Linked DNA regions of Rattus norvegicus: region 1 is linked to region 2. Evidence: chromatin contacts called from public Hi-C data. All regions are on one chromosome and are shown on one strand. The core of a region is the stretch at or near the end of the contact, and the rest is flanking DNA. Distances in the headings are between cores, read along the strand shown.

What was found. A called contact is a pair of places that touch in the nucleus more often than the background predicts.
Region 1: a contact with region 2 is called in a Hi-C map of the A7r5 cell line, with 2.8 times the contacts expected there. The contact joins the enhancer-like site here to the promoter of Ropn1l in region 2. A contact is called at or near these places in 5 of 12 Hi-C or Micro-C datasets (the A7r5 cell line, the Rat2 cell line, Schwann cells and 2 more).

What each region holds. Positions count from the first base shown.
Region 1 is chr2:84,293,440-84,299,384 of GRCr8, forward strand. It overlaps Cmbl (carboxymethylenebutenolidase homolog), which reads left to right. Exons shown (of 6, transcript NM_001008770.3): 2 at 1-216; 3 at 2,641-2,748; 4 at 3,961-4,103. The coding sequence starts at 2. Among named protein-coding and RNA genes, the nearest start is that of Cmbl, 16 kb to the left of the region's middle. Within about 2 kb of position 4,197, at least 16 of the 93 cell types and tissues checked have an H3K27ac peak or open chromatin away from gene starts, as enhancers often do. A contact at or near this core is called in liver, where this site is marked.
Region 2 is chr2:84,161,198-84,167,256 of GRCr8, forward strand. It overlaps Ropn1l (rhophilin associated tail protein 1-like), which reads right to left and starts at 3,019. Exons shown (of 5, transcript NM_001191086.1): 1 at 2,889-3,019; 2 at 288-411. The coding sequence starts at 3,019. LOC102553736 (a long non-coding RNA gene) reads left to right here and starts at 3,444. Exons shown (of 2, transcript XR_351509.5): 1 at 3,444-3,582; 2 at 4,190-4,367. It overlaps Marchf6 (membrane associated ring-CH-type finger 6), which reads right to left. Exons shown (of 26, transcript NM_001305274.1): 26 at 5,373-6,059.

The sequences.
Region 1 (5,945 bases), core at 2,947-5,446, 130 kb after region 2:
AATGGCTAACGAAGCTAACCCTTGCCCATGTGACATTGGTCACAGGCTAGACTATGGTGGCATGGGCCAGGAAGTTCAGGTTGAGCACATCAAGGCATATGTCACCCGGTCCCCTGTGGATGCAGGCAAAGCTGTGATTGTTGTCCAGGATATATTTGGCTGGCAGCTGTCCAACACCAGGTATATGGCTGACATGATTGCTGGAAATGGATACACGTACGTATGAAGTTCTATTCTTTGTTTAAGTTTATGTGAATTTCTGTGGTCTGTTTTGTTCACTTCAGAAAGAAAAAAAAACAACAACAACAACAAAAAAACCCAAAACCCAAAGTGGCTTGAGTTATATTCTTATTTATATAATCTATCATAGCCTTGGTGATCAGTGATGGGAAGTGGGAACTGTCCTTTGAGATTTAACTCTAACCTTGTAGAGCCAACTCTTCCCAACAGAATCCCAGGACATCAAGTCCCCAGGGTACCCAGCCCTGCAGACATGCTGAACCGAGGGTCCTCTCCCCGTGAAGGGCTCCATCCAGGCACAGGGCAGCACCCCTATGCACACTCACCTGTGGACCTTGAGGAATCCCAGCCTCGGGGTGATTTTCACAGGTCTGCTGGGACAGTGACTCAGAACGAAAGAAAGTCAGGTAGAGTAGATGAGTGTCATCGAAACCTGCTGCTGTAGGTGTCACGTGACAGCTGATGACAGTCTTAGCTCTTACGTTGGTGGATACTACTGCTCTGTTAGTGCATTCCAAAGGATTTAGGTGATAGCCAGGAGGCGTTAGGTAGGTCAAACGCAGAGTGGTCATGAACAGATTATGAGGGATGAAGACACCCCAAGAGAACTGAGTCCTGGACCTGCAGCATTCCAAACTCTCCACAGTGATGACATCCCACTCAGTTCACTCGCATAGCACTGACTTTTGCATGGGTGAGGCAGCTTATTATTATAGAAACTTGAGTTCCTAGTCCAAAGAAAGCTGGAAGTCTAGGGCAAGCCCATCTTCTTTCCCCCACTGAGATTAGAACCTATCAATGCATGAGAAGACGTCTTTGGGGAAAGTGGGACATTTTCTGGGGAAACCTCTAAGTAAACCTATAATAGCTAACATGGACAGGAACCACACTCTTCCAGCAGCCCTGGGAGGGATGAATATTACTGTCCCCATATTGCAGATTGGGAAGTCAAGGCATGAAGCCAGAGGTTCTCAGTTGCTCTGGGTGAACAGTAAGCGGCTGCTTGAATGGGACAATGCCTGTTGTCGTAGGAGAGTCCTTAGGTACAGGGAGGATATATAGCACAAGCAGAGAACTAACTAGGCCTTCCAAGGCTCTGACCCATTCATGATACTCATTTACTTATCCTCAAGCCATCTGAGCCTAGATGGTCCACACTTCTGTCTGTCTGGTCAAGAATGGGAGCCCAGAGGCTAGAGAGATGGCTCAGTAGTTACAAATACTCCATGACTTGGCAGACAACCCAGGTTTGGTTCAGACAACACACATGGCAGCTCACAACCACATGTAACTAAGTACAGGGGATTTGACCCACCTTCTGGATTCAGCAGGCACCCGGTATGTACGTAGTACACACAATACATGCAGATAAACACTCATAAAAGTAAACACATATTTTAAAAGTGTGAGGGATAAAAGTGGCCAGTTACTTGTCAAGTTCTCTCTACAGTACAAGGTGGTACTAAGACTTCAACTTGGCCTGTCAGACCCAGGCTGTAGTGCTCTGCCTACCTGTACAGCAGAGGGGCTTGTCTTGGGAGGAGAGAGGCAGGATTGCGAATTGGAGTCCATGGTTCTTCTAGAAGCCAACTCAGGATTGAGCTAGGGCCACAGTCTCCCAAGGTAGAGAGTTACCTGCAGCTGTGTTTCAGGGACCAGGCCCTCTGCTACACTGCCCAGTCTCAGATTGCTTGAGGGTATGTAAAGTAACTAGTATTAGTAATGTCCATGATTTCCCAACTCTGAGTTGCCTATGGCTGGGCGATGTATTATTTGATCCTTCATATGACTTGTATGTGTACACAATGATATATATGTGTGTGTCTGACTGAAGGTTCATGCTCACCACTGTGAGCATTTAGAAGTCAGAGGACAGCCTCAGATGTTAGCCTTCACTTTGTTTACTCTTCTCATTGCCTGTTCTAGAACCTGCTGTGGACCTTACTCGTGGGGCAGGAGACTGTCTGGCAGCCTGTGCAGAGTCTGGGGCAGTATGACTCTATCACAGTGACTGGCGATCATTGAGAGTCCTGGGCTGGCTGAGAGGATCAACTAACTCTATCGAGGCAGGAAGGACCTTTGGCAGGACACACCCTTTGCCCATAGGTCCAGTTTTCCTTCCTTCTGCACTGGAATAGCTCTTGAGAAGTATCCCTGCTAATGGCCCTCTCACTTGCTAGAGCAGGGTCACACCAAACTGCTGGAAGCTGTGTACTTGTAGTTGTGGAATCTGAGGCAATCTGGCCCGCAGCAGATGATCTCTGTTGCAATAAAGGGTGGCCTTCGTGGCCAAGGATTTTCCTTCCCTCTGCCTAGAATTGGCAACCCGACGAGGCATTTAATAAACCAGGACATTGAGTCCAGGTGACTCAAAGGTTGATTCATGCCCATATTTTACAGAACTATTGTCCCAGACTTCTTTGTGGGTCAAGAGCCATGGGACCCGGCTGGTGATTGGTCCACCTTCCCTGAGTGGTTGAAATCAAGAAATGCCAGAAAAATCAACCGGTAAGTTTTCAAGAGGCTTGGTTTTATATTTATTGTAGCCCAGGGAAGGGACAGACAAGCTGAGCTTCATTGGATTTCTTCCCTCCCTCCCCTCTCCTCCTCCCCCCTGCATGACTTCACTTGGCTCTAGACAGAGTCCTTCCAACAGCATTATGGGAAAGAGTTTTGGTCCACCACACTATATGGGCTGAGGATAGAGGCTGACATGTATTACTTGCCACACTGCCCTGGTGAGCATACCTGCTCACTTCCCTTAGAAATCATGAACTCAAAGTCCTGCCTGTATCCACCTAGGTGCTTGGTTGCAAGTGATAGATAGAACACCTATCCCAAGTGGATCAGCAGTTAAAAGAGCTATTGGTCTATAGACCCAAAGAAAGTAGTTTGGGGTTCAAGCAGGAATCGATCCTGCTCTCATTTGTTCATCACAGCTTAGCTTCACTTCCTGTATGCTGGCTTCATGCTCAGGAAGGCCCATCGCCTCTCTCTGAGCAACCTGAGAGCATCACCCCCTCCCCCATCCTCATTGATTCTGTAGTCTATCCTGAAAACCCATCATTCTGATGAGGAGACTGCTCTTCTCTGATTGGCCCAATATAAGCCACAGAGATTTAGTTCACTCCAAATTCTACATTCCACCATGAAAGCAGTATCATGAAGATTTTTTTTTGTTGTTGTTTGTTTTAATAGTAACAGAACAAAGGTAGATTCCAAATCAAGACACTTTCCAAATACATTGGTGGACACATTAATTAGGCAGTTATAGCTAGTAGAGAAATCTCAGCTGTAGGACCCAGATGATATCTGGTAGCATTCTTAGCTCTTTGATTGGTGGAGTATGCGGTTTTGTTGAGTTGATATATTCCAAAGGTTTTCTTTCCTCTTATGTACTTATCAGGATGTTAGGTTCAACTTTATCTGCTAGTTACAGGAGTTAGAGTCAATACAGAGGTGGACAAAGAATGCCTCACTAATAGGCTAAAGGTAGCTCAGGATCAGGCTCTAGACCTGCAACTTCCCAAGCTTTTTACAGCCACTGAGTTTTAAGCAGTCAGTCAGCCTTCAAGTCTCAGCTTCTTTCTAGGATTTCTGGTTCTCACCACCAAAGAAATCTCAAACATTGAGTACTATTCACTGAGACATTGCAGTTTCAGCAACCCTGAGGGTCAGCCTTGTCAGCTCTGTCTGTGATGCCTTTTTTTTCTGTTCTAGAGAGGTTGATGCTGTCTTGAGGTATCTGAAACAACAGTGTCATGCCCAGAAGATTGGCATTGTGGGCTTCTGCTGGGGGGGTATTGTGGTGCACCACGTGATGACGACATATCCAGAAGTCAGAGCGGGGGTGTCTGTCTATGGTAAGTGCCTAGCACGTTTTACTCAGGGAAAGCAGGATGGTTGAGTGACAGGCTTCTCCCACGAGCTGCAATACAAAACCCGATGGCGTGAGGTAAACCAGCTTAGCATGGTTTTCAGAATCTAAAAATAGAGCTGGGGAAGATGGCTCTGTCAGTACTGTTCTTGTCTTGCTTGCAAGCATGAGATGCTGAATTTGGTCCCCAGAACTCATATTAAGGGAGACAGGTGTTATTTTTGGCTTTACTGGGCACTTTGCCTAGCCTACTTGATAAGTTCTAGATCCTGTCTCAAAAATCTAGGTGGAAAGGCTCCCCAGGAACACATCCAAGGTTGTCTTCTGACCTCTCATGTATCTATGTGCTTGTGCAACAGCAAATCTGTGCGCGTACACACACACACACACACACACACACACACACACACACACACACACACGAGAAAGCAAACAGTACAAACAGCAACTTTTAACTCTCTTTTAAATTAGCAGATTTTAAAAAATTGTATGGGCATGTTGCCTGCATGCATGTCTATGCCCACGTGTGCCTAGTGGTTAGAGAGGCCAGAAGAGGTGGTCAGATTCCTTCTGTGGTTATGATTTTGAATCACCATGTGGGTGCTGGGAATTGATCTGGGTCTTCTGGAAGAGGCGCCAGTACTCCTACCTCATAAACCATCGCTTTAGCCCCAACATTTACATTTTAGCCAAAAGAAAACTTATTTGAACTATGAGATAAGAACCCTTTATCTGTTGACAGAAAGCACACTGAATGTACAATTTAAAAGCATCCAGATTAAAATATGTCAAGAACAAATATAAGAAAGTTGACTGCTATTTCAAAGTTACACATTCACAAGCTGTTTTTAATCTGGTGCTTGAACTCCTTGAGATGGCATTTCATCTTCTATTAGCACTAAGGAAAAAAATAAAATATTTTCTTTTTTTCGGAGCTGGGGACCGAACCCAGGGCCTTGCGCTTCCTAGGCAAGCGCTCTACCACTGAGCTAAATCCCCAACCCCTAAAATATTTTCTTACACAAAAGGAAATAGAAGTGAGGAATGTACACACTCTTGAAACCCCAGTACTTGGGAGGCTGAAGCAGGAAGATTGAAATTTTCTGGCTAGCACGAGCTACATAATTAGAGCTAGTCTCACACAACCAAACAAATGCAATAAATCACTAGTATGAGGCTAGCCAATTTTCAGGCCAACAGTATCTCTGGGTGAATTAAAAGTTGGTCCAGACGCATGCCTTTTGGCGCCACCTGCTGGCTGCTGTTGTACAGCACGTGAGTGGCAGGTTATGGCAGGAACTGGGTAAGAGACATCTATGGAATGTCCAGACCTGGCTTTGTCAGAGTTGTACAGGGAGCACTGCCATCCTGCCTGTGGCTTGCTGTTTTCTGAAGAGGAGACACAGAGTGGAGACACACTGTGTATTACCTAGCTTTGCTCTCACAGTGGCAGGAAGCAGGGAAAAGGTTGTTTTTCCTTTCATCTTTTAAAAAATCCCTATGTGTATGCGTGCATGATGTGTGCATGTGCATTACAATGCCTGTGTGGAAGTCAGAGAACAACTTGATGTGGATTCTGGGATCAATCGCAGGTTCCTAGGCTTGTGTGGCAAGTGAGCTATCTCACTAGTCCTTTCCTGTTCATTCTCCCAACCTGGACTTGCTTTTTTCCAACCAAGCGCACCAGTGGGTTGTCCTGAGCCTGGCAGAGCAATATTTTGCACAAATTAACCTTTAGGATGTCCAGTCCATGAAGAATACAATTTATACAATAACCTGTAGAGCAGACCTTCCCTGTGTCTCTGGGGTCTTGTTTGAATAACTTGGT
Region 2 (6,059 bases), core at 1,769-4,268:
GGGTCACCTCAAGATTGAGGATCTCTGGGACTACATAGCATGTTTCTATCTCTCCAAAAAAAAAAAAAAATGAAACAAATCTCTGGTGGTTTGTTGATCTCCAACACACATTCACAAAATAAAAATAAAATCTATACATGAAAAAGCTAGCTCTTGGGGTTCTTTCCAAGAAATAACGTCAGATTTAAACATGGCAGAGCAGGCCTGGGGACAGTGGGGAGGCATCCCAATGTTTCAAGAGACACAACGAGGTACCAGCAGCATGGGCAGTGAAGAGGTTCACCCACCTGCTTGTGCAGGACTTTCAGGAGTCCCTGGGTCAGGCCTGTGTCAGTCTTCTGTGTAGCCACAGGCATTTCAATTCTGTCCTTTACGGGAAGTGGGTCTCCTCGGGACAGGGCTGAAAAATACCTGGAAGGAGAGACATCACTGAAGAGATCAGCACAGAGGCAACACTCTCTCGTCACCCCAGCAGATGTGCTGGGAGCTCCCAAAGCCAGCGGACCACACTCAAATCCCGGGACCTTGGCTGGACAACCTCCTTGAACTTCACTGTGCACTGTGGGTTCTCTGTCTGCAAAGCAGACATGCTGATTGCTATCTGAGGGTCCTGGAAGCACCAAGTGACAGAGAGCTTACATGGGAACCAGGAGAGCCTCACTGAACTGTGGTTCATCTCCCTTCTTCTGAGTGCTGTGTTTCTTTGTTTTATACATATATATATATATATATATATATATATATATATATATATTTTTTTTTTTTTTTTTTTTGGAGCTGAGGACCGAACCCAGGGACTTGTGCTTGCTAGGCAAGCGCTCTACCACTGAGCTAAATCCCCAACCCCAATATTTTTATTTTTGTGTGTGTGTGTGTGTGTGTGTGTGTGTGTGTTGTGTGTGTGTGTATGTGTGTGTGTGTAGGTGCAGATGTCCATGTCCAGGAACTGGAGTCACAGTTGGCTGTAAACTCTGTAATGTGGGTGCTAGGAGTTCAAGTCAGGTCCATCAGGAAAGCAAGCAAATACTTTTAACAGTGCCCCATCTCTCCAGCACTCCATGCCTAAGGCTATTCCTTTTCTGAGACACTCTTTTTTTTTTTTTTTTTCTTTTTCTTTTTTTTTTTCGGAGCTGGGGACCGAACCCAGGGCCTTGCGTTTGCGAGGCAAGCGCTCTACCACTGAGCTAAATCCCCAACATAGGCTATTCCTTTTCAACAGCTGCTTTCTGGGCTATGTGGCATTAGACAGCTCTACACGTTCACTTGGAGGTGGTGTGGGCATACACAAAGGTCATCTACTTCCCGCTTTCCATCTTTCCCCGTCCTGCCTGCCACCCTCCCACCCCCAATCGTTCCATTCCAGGTCACTGAAAATGCTTAGGCTGGAGGCAAAGGAGGCACAGAAATGGCTCAGGGCAACAACTCGGGTGGATTTCTATCAGATTTGACCAGAGGGAGGCCTTGTGCCAGGCAGGGTCTTGAGCCACAGTCGTTAACCAAAGAATTTGTACAGGAAAATGTACGTGAAAGTAAGCACCAGGGCAACAGGTGTGTATATGAGTCCCCAGAAACCTCTAAGTCTGTAGCATGGGTGTATGCGGAAAGTGGAGACTGTGTAGATCAAAGATAACCCCCTCTCTCTTCACCCCTCAGGGTCAACTCTGCCTACAACTAAGACTTGTGCTCCTCTCTGTGGTTTTGTTAATGATCTAAGGAGTGGTTCGGACAGCCATGAGAGAATCAGATGCAGAACTGTGGACCTATCGGTCCAGGCCCCATTTGTGGCTTGGCAAACTCATACCTATCCTATAGTCGCCCTCATCACCAATCAAATGAATCATGGAGTTCTTGAGCAAGGCCTCAAAAAACTCTCTCGGAAGTATTATCAAATGTGCCCGGTTGGGGCAGAGTCTCGGAGTGCACATAAACTTTCATAAAAAGCTAGCCCTTTCTCTAAGGCTTAAGCGTAATATCGTAGAGGGGACATTGAGAGAACAGTCAAAGGTGGCCCTGACAGAGCTAAATAAGAGACATCCAGGTCCTTTCCCTGGGGCCTGTGAGAGGTACATCTTTGCACGATTAAGGACTTTAGGTGGAGAGCTATCCTGAACAAACTGTATGGCTCCTAAATGCATCACAGGAATCCTCAAGGAGAGTAAGGCAGAAGAGAACCCATGGATTGTAGAATGGCCATTAGAGTGCAGTTCCAACAGCTGAATCAAATATGGAAGCCGCCACCCCAAAAGCCTGTTGCCTGCTTCAGATGATTTGGGGTTTTTACCTCCAGAGATGTTGTTTTAAAATAAGTTGAGTTAGGGGTTGGGGATTTAGCTCAGTGGTAGAGCGCTTGCCTAGGAAGCGTAAGGCCCTGGGTTCGGTCCCCAGCTCCGAAAAAAAAAAAAAAGAACCAAAAAAAAAAAAAAATAGGTAAAATAAGTTGAGTTATTAAAACAGCCAAAAGAAATGAAACCACCTTAGTTATACAGTTCAGAGAAAGTTAGCAAAAATTGGCTAAAAATATTTATTCTCGTGATTTAAACAGTGGCAGAGTTCTCGTGTAAAAACCGAAAGAATGAGTGGTATGACTATACTGGCCAGGCCCAGGGTTCGTGTCCTTATTTCTAGAGTGTGAAGGTTTGCTAGCTGTGAGCTGTGCTAGCCAATTTTCTCAGGTGGCAGCCTTCGCATACCTCAGCCTCAGTGGGGTTGGGGGAAGGAACTTAAGTCAGTTGTTCTGAGCGGTTTCACTGTAACATCCCTGTAACTTTTTTTTTAACTCAGCGGAGCCTCTTTTAGCCCCGCGGTTGGTGTGCAAGCTTTGTTAGTCTACACCCACAATGTAGGCGTCTGTACTCGGTAACCGGGTGAGGTTCCCAGGCCGGCCTTACCCTGCCGACCACTGCAGCACGTCCGCCGGCTGCGTACGGATGGCAGCCTTGGTGAACTGCTTGAGGATGTCCGGCAGCTCCGGGGGGATGTGGATCTGCTGCGCGCAGAACATGGTGTCGGGCAGCGGCATCGCTCTGGGCAGACCGCGGCGGCCGGGGACGATCCGCTGTGCTGCGTGGGGAGAGGCAGGGTCAGCGCAGCGCAGCGGGCGGCGGGGAGGGCCTCGGCGGGCTCCGCTTCTAACCGGCTGCTCCGCCCCCTCCTGGAAACTGAGGCCCAACCGCCCACAGCACCTGGAGCGCGCGATTGTGGCGTGCGGTTTCCAGGCAACCTGAGCTGCGCAGGCGCACAGCCTCGGCGAGCAAGGGGCGGACGTCCGGCCCGTAGTCGCGGTGACCAAAGTTTCTACAGAGGGGAGAGTGCAACAAAACAGCTTGTTTTCCTAAAATTCAGAGGCTGAGCTAATCTGGACCCCACGAGATCGCAAACTGTCTTCGGGATAGACCAGGGTCTCGGCTTGGCGTCACCATCTGTGAATCCATTTGGTCCACACACCCACTGTATGAATACACATTTCCAAACCAAAGCAGCTTTGGGAAAAGAAAAAAAACAAAAAAAACAAAAAAACAACAACAACAATAACAAACTGATAGAATGGGCAAACAAGGATTCTCAGACACTGTAAACAGAAATGTGCGTTTATCTGGGGACTACAGAATTTTCTGATGACTTAGCAGTATAATTTATCCTTAACGGGGGTGGGGAGTAGGTATAAAGGAGTAAATAATAATGTCCATTATGTAGCTCGGTAGGTTAACTTTTATTAAAAGAAAAACAACATAATCGGATAAAACTTGACATAGTTAAAATCTGATGTGGGGGCTAGTGTGCTACAAAATTTCTGCGACTCAGTATGGGGTTCATTTGAGCTGGGAACTGGAGACATCCCGGACAACATTTAGTGTTTCAAGAAGCAACAAGTCTGTCCCCACCCACACCAACACCACTACCACCACCGCAAAAATTAGCCACAAGACCTGTGAAGCTGAAAAGATTGTAAAACCTCCAATCTGGGTTTGCAGGTGTCCTTTTATTCTTAAATGTCTCATAGGTATAAATTGTGACAATTAAACTTGTATTTTGCTGTTGTATCTAAAAAATGTATGCCTAGCTTGACATTGAACTAAATTTTTTTACCCTACAGAAATTAGCATTTGGGGTTTTACTTAGAACTAGAAATATTCATTTGTACATATCTGTAAATGAATGTTTGCTTTTCATTCTGTTACTTCATTTTCAGCATCCATGCACCATTGTGAAGGATCCACTGTCTACATGTGGGAGTTGTCTGCTTTACCACACTGTGGCAAGGAAATGGCCTCCTAAGCAAAGAACAAATGACTGTGGTTCCTGAGCAAGAAGCTCCTTCCTCCTTCAAGTATGTCCTAAAGCATAAATGAACGGGAACAGAAACTTTAGGCACTGTTATATACATTTTTTTTAAAAGTCTTAACAATGTAAACTGATGCAGACAGGCCTGTGCCTTGGTGACTGTCTACCTGAGATAAAGGCAGCAGGCAGCAGGAGGCTGATGGAGGATTAGGTGTGTATGTGTGCAGACCTATAGAACCCACTGAGGAAGCAGCTGGGTCCCGGTGTCTCCCCAGTCCTGTGTGCTGGCTCAGGCGGCTGACTTCTCTCTCATCCCTCTTTTGGTTACTATCTGTTCTCCACTTGTGGTCCTTGGAGGCAGACATCTTCAGTCACTTGACACATCAACTCTCCTAATCACTGTGTTTCCAATGAGTAGATATAAGGTGATAACCATTTCTGAGTATTGATTTCCTTTGATGAAGACTCAACTTCACAGATTAAAGATGTCTGTGGCTCAAAGAACATTTTCCCACTGCTCCTACATTAAACAATGTATTAATAACTGGGTGGAGATGAGAAAAATGTTGAAAGCTTTTGAAAAACTTGAACTTAGAAACAGAAAAACTAGAAATGGCCCCGAAAACCAAAAGATCTCATTATCATAAAGGAGAAAACCCTTTCATTCTCAGGCATGCAGGCAATGGGCATAAAGTGGTTGCTGACGTGTCTTTTATGAGCCTCCATCCCAAAGCGATGGCTCATGGCACGAGGAGAGGTTTCAGGCCTTCCAGTAAAAATGCTCTCCACTCCCGTGCATGGGCAGGGACAGAGGTGTCCTCTGCAGCTACACTTCCCACCCACTGTCAGAGTACATGATGGAACTCCGAAGCTTCAGGTAACTTTTCCTTTCCATTATAAACACCTAGCTATTTCTAAATTTTAGTAATTTCTTTTGAGGTGGGGCCTTTCTGTCACTCCAGCAATCCCCTTGCCTGTTTCACAGTAAGCTGGGGTACACATATGTTCCACAGTACCAGCCCCATACCTTTCGGAAATTAAAAGCAATCTTACATCAAAGTAAAAACACGCAACCAAAAAGAAAACGAGGCTACAACTAACATTCACTTTATTCAATTCTGTTCTCTTAACTCAGAAGGCAACAAATGACCACATAAAAAAGGGAGCATTTTTGAATATATACACATAAAATTGATCTGGGTACAGGTGTTTACTGTAATAGAAAACTGACATCCCACATCACTAAGTGTTCTAGTTCATTCCTACAACAGACACCCCTAGGCCTTAGTCATTCGTTTCCATCTAAGGTTCTATAGGACTGTCATGATTACAAAATGAGGCACTCATACAGACAGGAATGGAGACATACATATACATGTATACTGTCTTATTTTTATATTAACGCCAAAGCTATTATTGGAGAGTATCTGAAAGAAGCCCTTGCTCACGGCAGCTGTTTAAATGTTGACACAACAGCAGTAAGCTGAAACAAAACATCTGATTGACAGGGTAAGTTAAGTGTGTGGAGACTGGGCAGTTAGCAAAGACTGTAAAGCCCCCACAGGTGAGGTCTTCTGTAACACTCCAGCGGTACTATGTTCCCTCGCTCCCCTTGACAATGACTCAACAGGTACGATCCTAGAGGACTGTTTTAACAAGAACTTTGAACATCACAATGTAGAATGAGGCATCACAGTAACGAGCCTGATATTCTCCATCCCAGAGAGGAGAGGAAGGAGCTAATTTGGAGCACCGTGACAAGTGCCAAATTCTTGCAT